Linked DNA regions of Mus musculus: regions 1, 2 and 4 are each linked to region 3. Evidence: chromatin contacts called from public Hi-C, HiChIP or PLAC-seq and capture Hi-C data. All regions are on one chromosome and are shown on one strand. The core of a region is the stretch at or near the end of the contact, and the rest is flanking DNA. Distances in the headings are between cores, read along the strand shown.

The links. A called contact is a pair of places that touch in the nucleus more often than the background predicts. HiChIP or PLAC-seq counts read pairs in DNA pulled down with a chosen protein or histone mark. Capture Hi-C pulls out chosen DNA fragments and counts their contacts.
Region 1: a contact with region 3 is called in a capture Hi-C map of embryonic stem cells, with 2.9 times the contacts expected there. The contact joins the promoter of Hs6st3 here to the promoter of Mbnl2 in region 3. A contact is called at or near these places in 7 of 39 promoter capture datasets (cranial neural crest, embryonic stem cells, frontonasal cranial neural crest and 3 more), 3 of 115 datasets of contacts at active chromatin or transcription factors (embryonic forebrain, embryonic stem cells and stem cell-derived neural progenitor cells) and 1 of 9 other capture datasets (embryonic stem cells).
Region 2: a contact with region 3 is called in a Hi-C map of B cells, with 8 read pairs. The contact joins the enhancer-like site here to the promoter of Mbnl2 in region 3. A contact is called at or near these places in 3 of 39 promoter capture datasets (liver and pre-B cells), 3 of 484 Hi-C or Micro-C datasets (B cells, CD4 T cells and the G1E-ER4 cell line) and 3 of 115 datasets of contacts at active chromatin or transcription factors (fetal liver, large pre-B cells and pancreatic cancer cells).
Region 4: a contact with region 3 is called in an HNF4G HiChIP or PLAC-seq map of pancreatic cancer cells. The contact joins the promoter of Stk24 here to the promoter of Mbnl2 in region 3. A contact is called at or near these places in 4 of 39 promoter capture datasets (the C10 cell line, hematopoietic stem and progenitor cells, liver and 1 more), 3 of 484 Hi-C or Micro-C datasets (B cells, the G1E-ER4 cell line and myeloid progenitors) and 1 of 115 datasets of contacts at active chromatin or transcription factors (pancreatic cancer cells).

What each region holds. Positions count from the first base shown.
Region 1 is chr14:119,136,967-119,139,844 of GRCm38.p6, reverse strand. It overlaps Hs6st3 (heparan sulfate 6-O-sulfotransferase 3), which reads right to left and starts at 1,580. Exons shown (of 2, transcript NM_015820.3): 1 at 727-1,580. The coding sequence starts at 1,430.
Region 2 is chr14:121,449,816-121,452,745 of GRCm38.p6, reverse strand. The region is part of intron 2 of Gm33299 (a long non-coding RNA gene); the gene reads left to right. Among named protein-coding and RNA genes, the nearest start is that of Gm33299, 5.6 kb to the left of the region's middle. Within about 2 kb of position 1,470, at least 63 of the 459 cell types and tissues checked have an H3K27ac peak or open chromatin away from gene starts, as enhancers often do. A contact at or near this core is called in B cells, where this site is marked.
Region 3 is chr14:120,274,371-120,277,070 of GRCm38.p6, reverse strand. Mbnl2 (muscleblind like splicing factor 2) reads right to left here and starts at 1,402. Exons shown (of 8, transcript NM_207515.2): 1 at 1,166-1,402. All of the region lies in intron 2 of Gm52122 (a long non-coding RNA gene), which reads left to right.
Region 4 is chr14:121,377,532-121,380,598 of GRCm38.p6, reverse strand. Stk24 (serine/threonine kinase 24) reads left to right here and starts at 1,369. Exons shown (of 11, transcript NM_145465.2): 1 at 1,369-1,701. The coding sequence starts at 1,660.

The DNA.
Region 1 (2,878 bases), core at 331-2,830, 1.1 Mb after region 3:
ATCTTTGTATCCACTCAACACATACCCAGGCACACAGTAGGCATTTAACAAATAATGTTTAAATAAACTGTTGGAATGGCTTAAGGGGGAAAGAGGCAGGCAGTCTTACGAAGAACAGCATGAGTCCAAATCCTGGCATTGCCCAGCAACAAGGACCATCTCCAGAATTAGGGTTATCACAGTGGAGCACGATTTTGCACGTGTAGATCTTCAAAGCGGCATCAAGAGGATTGTTCTCTAAGCTGGCAAGCAGCCATCCAAGAGCCACTTAGAAGGACATTATGCTCCAGCCTCACCATTCCTGAAAAACTATGTCTGCACTCCCGGATCCCCTATTCTTTGGATTTCCACCACATAATTTAAGTTCAAGACTCGACCTCTCTCCCTCGACACCCTGGTTATTCCATAGCTGTTCTTTAGTGTCTGCTCCAAATACCTCATCACACAATGCTAGGCACTGTGCAGAATGCACATCAGGATGGCCGTGGACATGGCTGAAGGTGACAGGGGGTGGCAAGAAACAGTGAAGCATGGGAAAGAAACCAACTCAAGACACCCCCCCCCCCCGGTGGGTATCCAGCGGTTTCTCACCCTTCACCCAAATTCGCTGCCCACCCTTTGGAAAGCCACTGCCAAACAGCTAAGGGAGCGCGACGCGGGACTGGCGGGGTCAGGACTTGGGGGAAGGGAGTGGGGTTCAGGAAACCAACAGACGCGGGACAGTACCTGGTGTGGCTGTGGTTGCGGGGACAATCCTTCTTCTCCATGATGGCCGGCACGCAGTTGGTGAGCTCGGTCCAGTCGGCATGCAGCCCGCAGCTCCAGCCGGTGGAGAAGCGGGAGAAGAGCCAGGTCTCCTTCTTGCCCGGCCGGTGGCAGGTGCACTTTTTCTGGCCAGCTTTGCAGCTGCATGGCTGCTCCAGACGAATGTTCTTCACCAGGTGCCGGCCGAACGTGGTGCCCCCGGTCTTCTGGATGTGCAGGAACACGATCACATCCCGCCCTTTGATGTTGAAGTCCACGAAGCGGGTCAGGTCCTTGAGGGTGAAGTTGAATCGAGGCACGAACCGGGGCAGGGAGCCGTTTTCGGGCGCCTCGGGGTCCGGCTCCTCCTCTTCTTCCTCCTCCTCCTCCTCCGGGTCCCCGGGATCCTCATCCTCATCCTCGGGAGCCGCGACCCCACGAGACCCCTCGGGCGGTCCCCGGGGTGGCGGTGGCAGCTGGGGCCGCCGCTCCCACTCATCAAGGGGTGCTTGTGCCCGTCGGGCAGGACTCGGGACAGCGGGCGGGCGGGCCTCCCCGGAGCGGAGCTGCTCCCCGAAGTTGGTGCATGAGCTGGTGCAGGAAGGGGACACGTACTGGTACATGATGACCACGAAGAGGAGAGTGAGCACCGGCGTCAGCAGCCACTTGTTGAACCTTTCATCCATGGTCCCGTTCTCAGGCCGGCAGGTGAGGTGGCTGCGGCGCCAGCGGCGCGATCGGGCGCCTGCTCGGAAGTTTCGGGGACTCCGGGGCGCGGCTCGGAGCCCGCCGCTCCTCCATGCCCCTGCCGCCGAAGAGAACGGCTGTCTGGCTGCCCCGCCGCACTCCGGGGTTGGCAGAGCCGGGGCCTACGAGCGGAGCCGAGAAGACGGGCGCCGGCGCCGGCGGCTGTGGCGTGGGGCTCCTCTCGATCCCTGGGGCGCCGGGCTCCAGCCGGCTCCTCTTGTACCTGGACGCGGCGCTCTCAGGCGACACGGAGCATCCCGCCGCCGGTCGGTAGACGCTCAGGCGCTGCGGTGCGGGGTTCGTGTCCCGGACCTTCCCGGGGCAGCTGCGGTGGCGAGCACAGGAGCTGCATGAGGCTCACCAGGGCGCGGGCCAAGGGCGAAGGCTCGGCCCGGTCCCGCAGCCCCAGCCCTCCGCGTGCACCGCGCCCGGCACCTTTGCCCACGGGTCCCTGGGCGCCGAGAGCCCGCCGCAAGTTTGCAAAGCCGCCCCTCGGCGGCGGCGAGCAAGACGCCTCTGCGGAGCCGCCTCCCGGGCAAATCGCACTACTGCTCCGGGTCCGCCCGCCCAGGCGCAGGCAACGCGCACACACTCGCTCACGCGGGCTGGCACCGCCACAACCCGCCAGCCGGTGTGACAGGAGCCCTGCTACCCGCAGCAAAAAAACCTGCCCTAGGTACGGAGCATGCGCCAAAGCCTTCCTCAGCCCCGGAGGAGTTTCCAGGGGAGGAGTCCACGGCTCCGCGGGGCTCGCGGGAGGCTGCTGGGGGTGGGAATCCCTTCAGCCTGGAGCCTAGGGAGATCTGGCAGAAAGGCTACCGCGGAGCGAGAACAGGCCCCATGGAGGGCGTTGCTAGCGATGATCTGATTCCTCTAAATTGCAACATTGGCAGCTTTCTCAGTGTGAGAGTGGACAGAAACCTGGTTGGTCTTGTTTGCAGGAATAAAACACCCCTATGGCAGAAAGTCTCACGCAGACTAAACAGGCGGTTGCTTGTCCTTCCTCAGCAGGGTACATAGGTTCCAGACTTCATTTACTGCCTCCCAACACGCTCAAACTGATGCTCCAGTTTGTTCCAAGCTTCCTCAACTATGAACTTAGTAGGTCCAACACTACAACTTTATTCAACCAGCAACCATTAAAAAGCCTGCTTTATAAAGAGATTTGTGTTTGATGCGAACTCCCTTTCCATGGCTCCAAGACGCAGCCCTGCAGGATATAAGTCCTAAAATCCATTCCATTAACACAAAGTGGGCTCTTCGATGTTCAAGACTCGCCCTTTTCCCACCCCAGTAAGAAGCAACATCAGCTGCCCTCACCTGTGTTCCACAGTGAAGACCTCCTTCGTTGTCCACCGAGGTTTTCATTAAAAAACTTCTTTCGAGT
Region 2 (2,930 bases), core at 221-2,720, 1.2 Mb before region 3:
CTCGGTGCCACCACTTCTTGGTTTGTCATTGGGAAGTGGAAGAAGGTGGTGGGTGGTTGCTTCTCCCCAAGGAAAGGCCTTTTAACAACGGAAGCAATCACCATCATAGCTGGAGGCAGAGCAGCAGGACACAGGGGACATCTGTTGGAATGCCAAGAGGACATGTTTAGGGCCTTTGAGAAGTTGCAGGAGACCATCGCACACAGTCGAGAGCAAGGGCAGGGGTTGGGGTGGGGGCAGAAGCGACTGTGTGTTCAGTCACGGGTTTATGGGTCATGGCAAAGACATAGGCTTCTCCTTGAAAAGTCCCACACTCTGGCCAGTGCCGAGGTGGGGTCCCTCCGGCTAAAGAAGCAGCAGAAAGAGATCAAGCATTGACTCAAGATCCCCTCATGACCTACAGAAGAGCTGCTCAGTCCAGGAAGGTGGCATTAGGACTTTCAGAGTGGCCCATACTAAGGCTCTGAGTGCTTTGTTTCATCTAGCACTCAAAGGAAGTGGGCCAGCATCTCCTGACTGCCCCTGAGGAGACCAAGGCACATGGCAGTTAAGCAATGTGTGGGAGCAATGTTTGCTCCTACAGGAAGGTGTTCTATCTCCTCTCCTCTTCCCTTTCTTCTCCTCCCTCTCACCCCTCCTCCTCTCTCCTTTTCTTCTCTCTCCACCTTAATTATTCAGGTATTTGCTTAACAAGTTACTTCAGAAAGCACTAGAGGACACCTCCAGTTCCCTTTGTACCTTTAGGTCCTGGGAACAGAAGAACTTACTAAACCTTCAGCTAGAAGGAGTCATGTCTATGAGACTCTGCATTCTTCTTCCAGGAGCAGCATAGAAGAGTGGTCAGTTTATGCTGTAGAAGCCATGGTTTCAACTTGAGGTCCTCTTGCCTCTTATGAGTTGTCTCTTCTCCACCACGGCCAACTGCACACCTGAACTGTGAGCCCTTACTTTCTAAAGTCGTGTCTTCTCAGGCCAGGCCATGAGGAAAGTGCATAATACAGAGAGCAAGTGACTGCATACAGTTCTGAGGCTCAGTTTTCTGTCCAGAAATATGGGTTACCTGGACGTATTGCCCTTGGTGATATGTTTCATGCTCGTGTATCCAGGACCGAGGGGTTCCCAGGACGGAAGGGAGCTGGTTGCTTTAATGAAATGAAACCAGACATAGAAAGTGCATTGGTCTTGCACATAGTAGGTACTCTATACAAGCAGGTTATTGTTTTACTTCTTTGCCAACAAATACTGTTTTACTTCTTTGCCAACAAATACTTAGCAAACATTTACTTTATACTAACTGTAGTTTAGTGCCAAGCGGATGCACCACCCTTGCCTGCTTTGATAGCTTTAAAGGCATTTGATGAGCACCCCGCCCAACCCCTTGGGGTTTGACCAACCATGGCCCAGTGAAGCAACCCTCAAGTGTTTATCTGGGAGTGCCCCATCTTTGCCACAAGGTGGCAGAAGAGTACACTTGTGGGTTACAAAATAACAAAAGTTTTAGGTAAACATTGGCCCTGTCTCCTCCGGAATTGTTCATGCTTAAACATAAGAAGCCTTGTTAGATACCGGAATTGATCATCCTAAATGTTTCCATCTTGAGAAGGGCGGAGGTGGTCTGTTAGGTCGGGGATTCCAGTAGGTTTGCTGTTCCTCAGGACGGCACCCAGAGGCGCCCGATAGTAATGGGCTTTACTGAATTGGGGGATACTGAGGAAGGAGACTGTCGACTAGAAGGCGTCTCCCGCGTGGTGGGTTCTGCATCATTTCACTAATGTCTGACGCACTCGTTTTTCATTCAGCCCATGGCACATTGCTGTTTTCCATGCGTTGAGGTTGCCCGACAGATTAGCAAATCTGAAACAGTGGTGGTTGCTGATAAGTGCTAACAGAAGCAAGCTTAACAAGAGGTTAGAGAACAGCGAGGGTCCACTATGATTATAAATATTATACATGTTCTACCAAGAGAGTTCTGTTTTCAATATGTTGGTTTTTCCAGAATCTTCTACAAGATGCCAATCTGGGAGCCTTTTATAAAGAGTTCTGGAGGAGTCCTGTAGAAATGATCTTGGAGTTTCCTTGATTTTTTTTTTTTTTTTTTTTTTTTTTTTTAAGTTTAAATCCTGTTTTTGCCTTTTTTCCCCCTTGGATCTTTCAAGTCTAAAAACATGTTAGATTCCTCTTCCATTTGATTGGCACTTGGCTGGGTACAGAAATCCCGTTGAAGGAGGTTCTCTCTTGGGTATTTAGGGAGTGTTCTTCCTTGTCTTTCTACTTTTGATGATGCTATTAAAATCCCATGCCAGGCTCAGTATTTAATATTTTATATGGTATTTTAGTTACTCACCATTACAACAGAATACATGACAAAGAAGACATGTGGTATGGGAGGAAAGGTTCGTTTGTCCACCATGACAGGGAAGGCACAACAGCAACACCTGAGGTAGCTGCTCACACTGTATCCACATTCAGGAAGCAGTGAGAGGCAGCTCTTTCACGTTTGATCAGTGTGGGACTCATGCCCAAGGGATGGCACCCTGAATACTCGGCTTGGTTCTTTCCCCCCCTCAGTTAAACATTTCTGGAAACACCCTCCTGGACACACCCAGAGATATGTTAGCAGTGAAGATAAATCATTGTATATGGGAACCCTTTTCCCTAGATAAGCTTGTCCCTTGGATATATTACAGGATGTTTATTCAACACGCTTGAGATTCTAATAATAATGTTTTATTTTAATTAGAAACAGGGTCAGGAGATGGTACATCCCAGAACTTAGGAGGCACAGGAGGTGGATCTCTGAGTTTGAGGCCAGCCTGGACTCTGTAGAGTGAGTTTGAGGACAGCCAAGGGTACACAGAGAAATCCTGTCTCAAAAAAAGGAAAGGAGGAAGGGAGAAGGGGAGAGAGAGGGAGAGAGAGAGAGAGAGAAG
Region 3 (2,700 bases), core at 153-2,652:
AAAATGCCCTAATAGACATTTTCCGACTTAATCTTTGTCTTTTAAAGAGACAGTAAGGCTTTTTTGAAGAACATTAGAACATTCACGGAGGTGGCAGTTAGGCAAGTTTTTTTTCCCCCCTTCGCTTCAGTGCTTGCTAACTATTCTAAAAATGTTACACATTTATTGTAAACACATGCTTCCAAGGCCTAACAAAAAAAACACGGTTTCCTCAGCCTGGCAGAAATTTAAAACGGAAAAGGGCAGAAAGAATTCTTTAACACAGAGAAAGCCTTCCCTTCTCCTGGGCCAAGTGTGTTAAAAATAAATCTGCTTCACCCTTTCCAGCCGCTGCTTCTCGGCAAGAAAGTTGATCTGGCTGGGCATAGTGAGAGCCCAGCTTTAAAAGCTAGCCTGCTCTCATTAAATTATTCTGCTGGCTGTGTGTTCTCATTAAAAATGCATACAGATCAGATAATTGCAGTAAGCATTATTAACCCAGCCTTACTTTTGAATATAATGGTTCCACTTTTAAGCTGGAAACAAAGACAGAGGCTGCCAGGAAAAGCAATGTAAACATTGAACCACAGTGTCTAAGACTAGCCAGGAAGCTTCCTCTTCTGCCCTGGTGCTGCTTAAAATGTGCTTTTGAAACTCAATTAAAGCCATTGCCCTGTAGCACCAGGGTGGCCCCCAATTTCCAAGAAACAGACATATTTTCGTCCCAAACGTTCAGCCGATGATTATTTAAGCAGATTTTTTTTTTAAATTCTTAATTTCAAGTATGTTTTCAAAGAACAGGAAACACGTAAACTTTATTCTGTAGCCCACTCTGGCAGTAAAAAACCTCCATTATCTTAAGATAATCCTGGCCTGGATCTTTCAGATAATTAAAGATAATAATAATAAACAAATCTGTCCTTTAAATAAATAAATAAAAACCTCGGTTTTTTTTTTTTTTTTTTAATGCCTCACCCTAAACGGGCGGCGTAGATTCCAGCTTTGCCGTTTCTTGTTCTCAAATCCAAACGTTACGTAAAACTCCAGGGTTTCCTGCGAGTATTCCGTTCGAATTAGTGGAATCGGTCTCCCTGGCTTCCCTAAGCACACACATGGAATGCAGCATACTGCAGCAAACTCTTTAAACATTAAAAAAAAATTGGGGAGGGGGGGTTGTTTCTCCTACCTTGTTTAGCTCTGCTCGTCTTCCCCATGTACAGTAACCCCAAGAACATCTGGCAGGACCGAGTGGCCGTGGCTTCTCCACCGCATCATGAGGAAGGGGGGTCCATGCAAATAGTTCTCCGTCCCTGTTTATTGTACTCTGCGAGCCGCCGGCCGTGGCTGGAAAATTTTACCTTCAGATGATGAAGCAAAGACAGTCTAAACTCTGTTGCTGTGAGCTGCAGCCCTTCCTTCCCACAGGCCCCGCCCAGGCTCAGCCCACCAATCCCCGGCCAGCTCGTCAGCCCTCCTCGTCTGAAACTGGTCCTCATAGGATGACTGACACAGCAACACAGCGCTGGCAGGCTCTGAAAACAGTGCGTCCATACTGATGGAAAAGGGATCTCCCTCTCCGAGGAAAGCAGTCATAGCTCCGAGACAAAGTGGCACATAATTGGCAGAGCACAGAGAGGGGTAGCTCAGACAAATACGCTTCGAGACACCCAGCCCGTAGCTGGGAGTTGCATCATAAACACTCCGGGAATCACGAAACTCCTAAGATGGCCAAGAAATCCAATTGGATCCCAAACTAAAGTCTTAGGGCGTTTGAGGAAGCATACTGACATAGATGTACACATTCGTTTGTGAGACAATTCAGTGTTTTTCATGCAAAGTGATACCTTACGAAACATTTGCAGGCAATTTCCATGACGGAGGGAGGCTATAGCCAAGTTGGATTGCACACTGAAGACCAGACCATGCTTGAAGCCCCAGCACACAGCTTTTCTAGAGAGCTGTCATTTCAGTGGCTACTTACTGGAACCCATATATTTTCCATCTAAGTTTCCAGAGCACTAGAGACTTCAATTAGGGGATGCCGAAGGACAGAACTGATATCTCTACATTAAGCTTTGAGGCTCTTGGCTGGCACCCACTGGGGGATTAACTGTGTCTTAACCTTCTTAGATGCCATTTGATAAATGCTCATACGTTGCCCATCCTGTCTTTAGTGCCGCAATGACTGCTGGAGGGCGTTTACTGCTGAATACACATGGCACTGACCTAAGGGACATCCTCCATTTTCAATCTACAAAGGTTGACCCACAGATGCCAGAGGTTCCCTAAGATAAAGCAAGAAAAAAAAGAACGGAAAGGGTTATTTTTTTCTTCTTCTCAGTCAACAGCATTTCTGCATGCTTTGAAAACAAAAACAAAAACATATGGCATTTAGAAAACACAATAAGCACACATTTTCCTTCCACAAAACACAACATTTTGCATCTTAAAAATTAAGTATGAAGGTCCCGTGACTAACTACAGGCAAGAACAAAGATCCTATTCATCTGAAAGATTGAGCCTCTCTCTCTCTCTCTCTCTCTCTCTCTCTCTCTCTCTCTCTCTCTCTCTCTCTCTCTCTCTGCAACTGTTTAACGAATGCATCTGGAATGGAGTAACAGGGCAGAATGTAATGGTTTTGGTATTTTTAGATTTTGGAATTGTGTTCTTAAAACACATCATTTCTTGTGACTTGTGGACTAATTTTCTTCAATAGAATAT
Region 4 (3,067 bases), core at 120-2,619, 1.1 Mb before region 3:
TTCATGTTATTCTAGGTAGAATTTGAGGTTGAATAATATATGCCTTTTCAAGATTCATGGTCTTGATCATTTTCCCTTGTATTCATTAAGTACTCCATTTTTTTTTCTTTTCTTTTTAGGTTTCTTCTGCTTAGGGAACACATAAACTCTTGGTTATATGGGTTCATACTTTTAATGTTTTCAGTTTACTCTTTAGAAGTGGCAACGCATCTCAGTCAGGTGACCAGGAGTAATCATGCAAGCCTTCTAATACATCTTAGCATCCTGGAGGTCTCCTAGGCTAGGTTTCCAAAGGGTATTCGGCTTACTTTAACTTCTGATGCAGGACCCAGAGGGAGCCTGTGTTCTTGGAATACAAGGACACCTCAGAGAATAATCTCTTCTCTACCTTAGTCGAGGATTTATGCGTCCTCTATTTCTGAACTCTTGGGGACTCATTTTGTATGGTTAACCTTGCACAGCTGTGGGGCAAAGCGGGCACTCCTGAATGAGGCCTCAGGGTCCCTATGGCGAGAGACACAGCGATTCTGACTCTTAGACCACTTCCTATTTGCCACTTGTAAATAAAGTACTTCCTGGAACCGCATGGATTCACTCCATCCTTCCTTGTTTGCTGCAGAAGCGGCAGCTTAGGAGGAGGGCAGAGCTGGTGCCCAGAGAGGGCCTACGGCCTTAGGAGCAGTGAAGCGAGGGGAGGGCTGGGTAAGAGTCGGGACGCGGTTTCCTTCTATTGTCTTCCCTTCCTCCAGCACCCCTCCGCACCCCACTTTTCCCTTCTTGTGCGCAGCGCAGAGATGGCGGGGCCCAGCCCTTCCTCTGTCCAGCTAAGTTTCCACAGCCGGCGGCCCAGGCGAGGCTGAGTTCAGTACCCAAGGCAGTGCACACAAACCGCCCTCTCTACCCTTGGGGTTTCTTCCTTGATCTGGCTGGAAACTTCGTACAGTGAGGACGCTCCGGCCGGGGCTTTTGGAATAGGCCCCAGGCTAGGCCCCTCTGGGGACACCCCGAGTGCAGACTCTGGCCTCTGGAGGGCCAGGGCGGGTGGAGAGGGAAGGGTAGGAGTGGGCGGTGCTCTTCGCTCCCCCAAACTCAGCTCTCTTCCGCGCGCGAGGCCCACCCCGCGGTTCCGAAGGACCCCGGCGCACAGCACCCGAGAGCGCCCGCCTGCCCGCCGGGCCCCGGGGACCCCGCCTGCGCGCCCGCAGGGAGGCGCGACTGCGGCCTAGGGCGCCCGGCGGCTCCTCCCCTCCCCCTCCCCCTCCCGGAAGCGCGGGGCGGGGTCCCCGGCCGGGCCGCGGGGGCGGGCGCGGGGGCCGGGCCGGGGCGGGGCGCGGCGGACTGTGCGCGCCCACTCGGCTCCAGGCGGCCAGCGCTCGCGGGCCCAGGCCGCCCGGCTCGACCTGAGCACCGCGGCGGCGCAGCGACGGGATCCCTGGAGAAGCAGCCGCAGTCTCGAGACGTCCCCCGCGCCCCCCACTGCCCGCCCCAGGCTCAGTGTATGGGGCCGCGGCCCGCCAACCTTCGTTGAGACCGTCCCCGGGGTGCGGTGGCCTCGGGCTCCAGAGCCCGCCCCGCCACCCGAGGGCTGCGCGCGGCCCCGGGCCTGCTCGCCGCGCGGCTCCGCGCGTCCCGGGCCAGGAAGTGGCGGCGCCGAGCGCCATGGCCCACTCCCCGGTGCAGTCGGGCCTGCCGGGCATGCAGGTAGGTTGGGGTGGCCCGGTCGGGCTGCGGCCAGGGCGGAAGCGGGCAACTTGGCGGTGTCAACACGCCCCCCCTCCCCCCAACCAGCCGGGCCCGCTTCTCCGGGATCTTCGCCGACTCGGGCGGCGGGGATCTCGGGTGTATGCACGTGGAGGGGCTTTGGGGTCTGCGGCCTGGGGCCGAGGTGGGGTGCAGGAGCTTTGCGCTCCCCAAGTCCGACGCGCAGGCCGAGCGCCCATCCCGGGCAGGAGTCTGAACTAGTGTCCTTGGAGGCCCCGCTTTGGTGCCTGGGCCCTATGTGGGCCTGGGACAGGGATAGCGGCACTCTGGGGTCCGTCCTCAGTTAGCAAAAGTCCCTCCCCAGACCCCTCAAGCGGGAGACCCGAGCGCAGGGCGGGAGCGCGCCCCGGCTGGTCACAGTCCGGGCGGGCCGCAGGGCGGGGTGCAGGAAGATGTAACCTCGCATCGGAGCCTGTAGTTCTGGTGCGGAAAGTGCGAGGTTGCAAACTCGGGAGGCGGAACCCACACCTCCGCGAGCGCCCTGGTGTGCAGAGCCCAGGTTCATCCCTCGGGTGCCAGGACTCCGCTGCTGGACTTTCACTTTGAGACCGGTTGGCATCCAGAGGAACTGTGTGCTAGCGGGCTTCTTGGTGCACACTTTGTATCTTCTTAGCCTGCCAGTGACTTTTTCTTCGGAGGGGAAGGGGGCGGTGAGGGGACGGAGTTGAATTTCAAGTTTATATGGATGCACGAACTTTTTTTTTGCTATTGAGGATGGTTTTCTGCACTTTGAAAAACAATCACTTGTCTGTTCAAACTTGTAAAGTTTGTGAGCGTATATAATAAATACAGACATAATGATTGCGATTAAGATAGCAAGACCAGTCAAAGTTTTGCTTTCCCAAGGAAGTGAACGGAAGAGTTTTGCTTAAAAAAAAACAAACAAAAATCAACAACAACAAAAAAAAAACAAAACACCTCAGAATATCCAAGGTTATCAGTTTATAGATGCAGCAGGCGCCTTCTCTCTGGCTTCAGGGTTGAGCCGCATGGACCTTGCTTGCCTCTTACTGCTTCTGCCACTTCTGAAAATAGTTCCTATCCCTCTTTTCTTCTTCTTTTTTCTTTCCATACCACGTAAGGAAAATGGTTTTCTTGGCCCCGGTTTTGAACTCTGGAAAAATAGGAATTCAAAGTTACCACTTCAGTGGCCACTAGAACTTGAGTCATTTTTAAGGGATAATAAAGTTGGAATTGAGAAGTGTCACTGGAAAAGTGCTCTCAAAGTATTCCTGAGTCTCACCTTGCCTGCGTTCTAAAACTTGATGGTGCTGGCCGCTAGTTGAAAGTCACCCCAGGCCTCCTG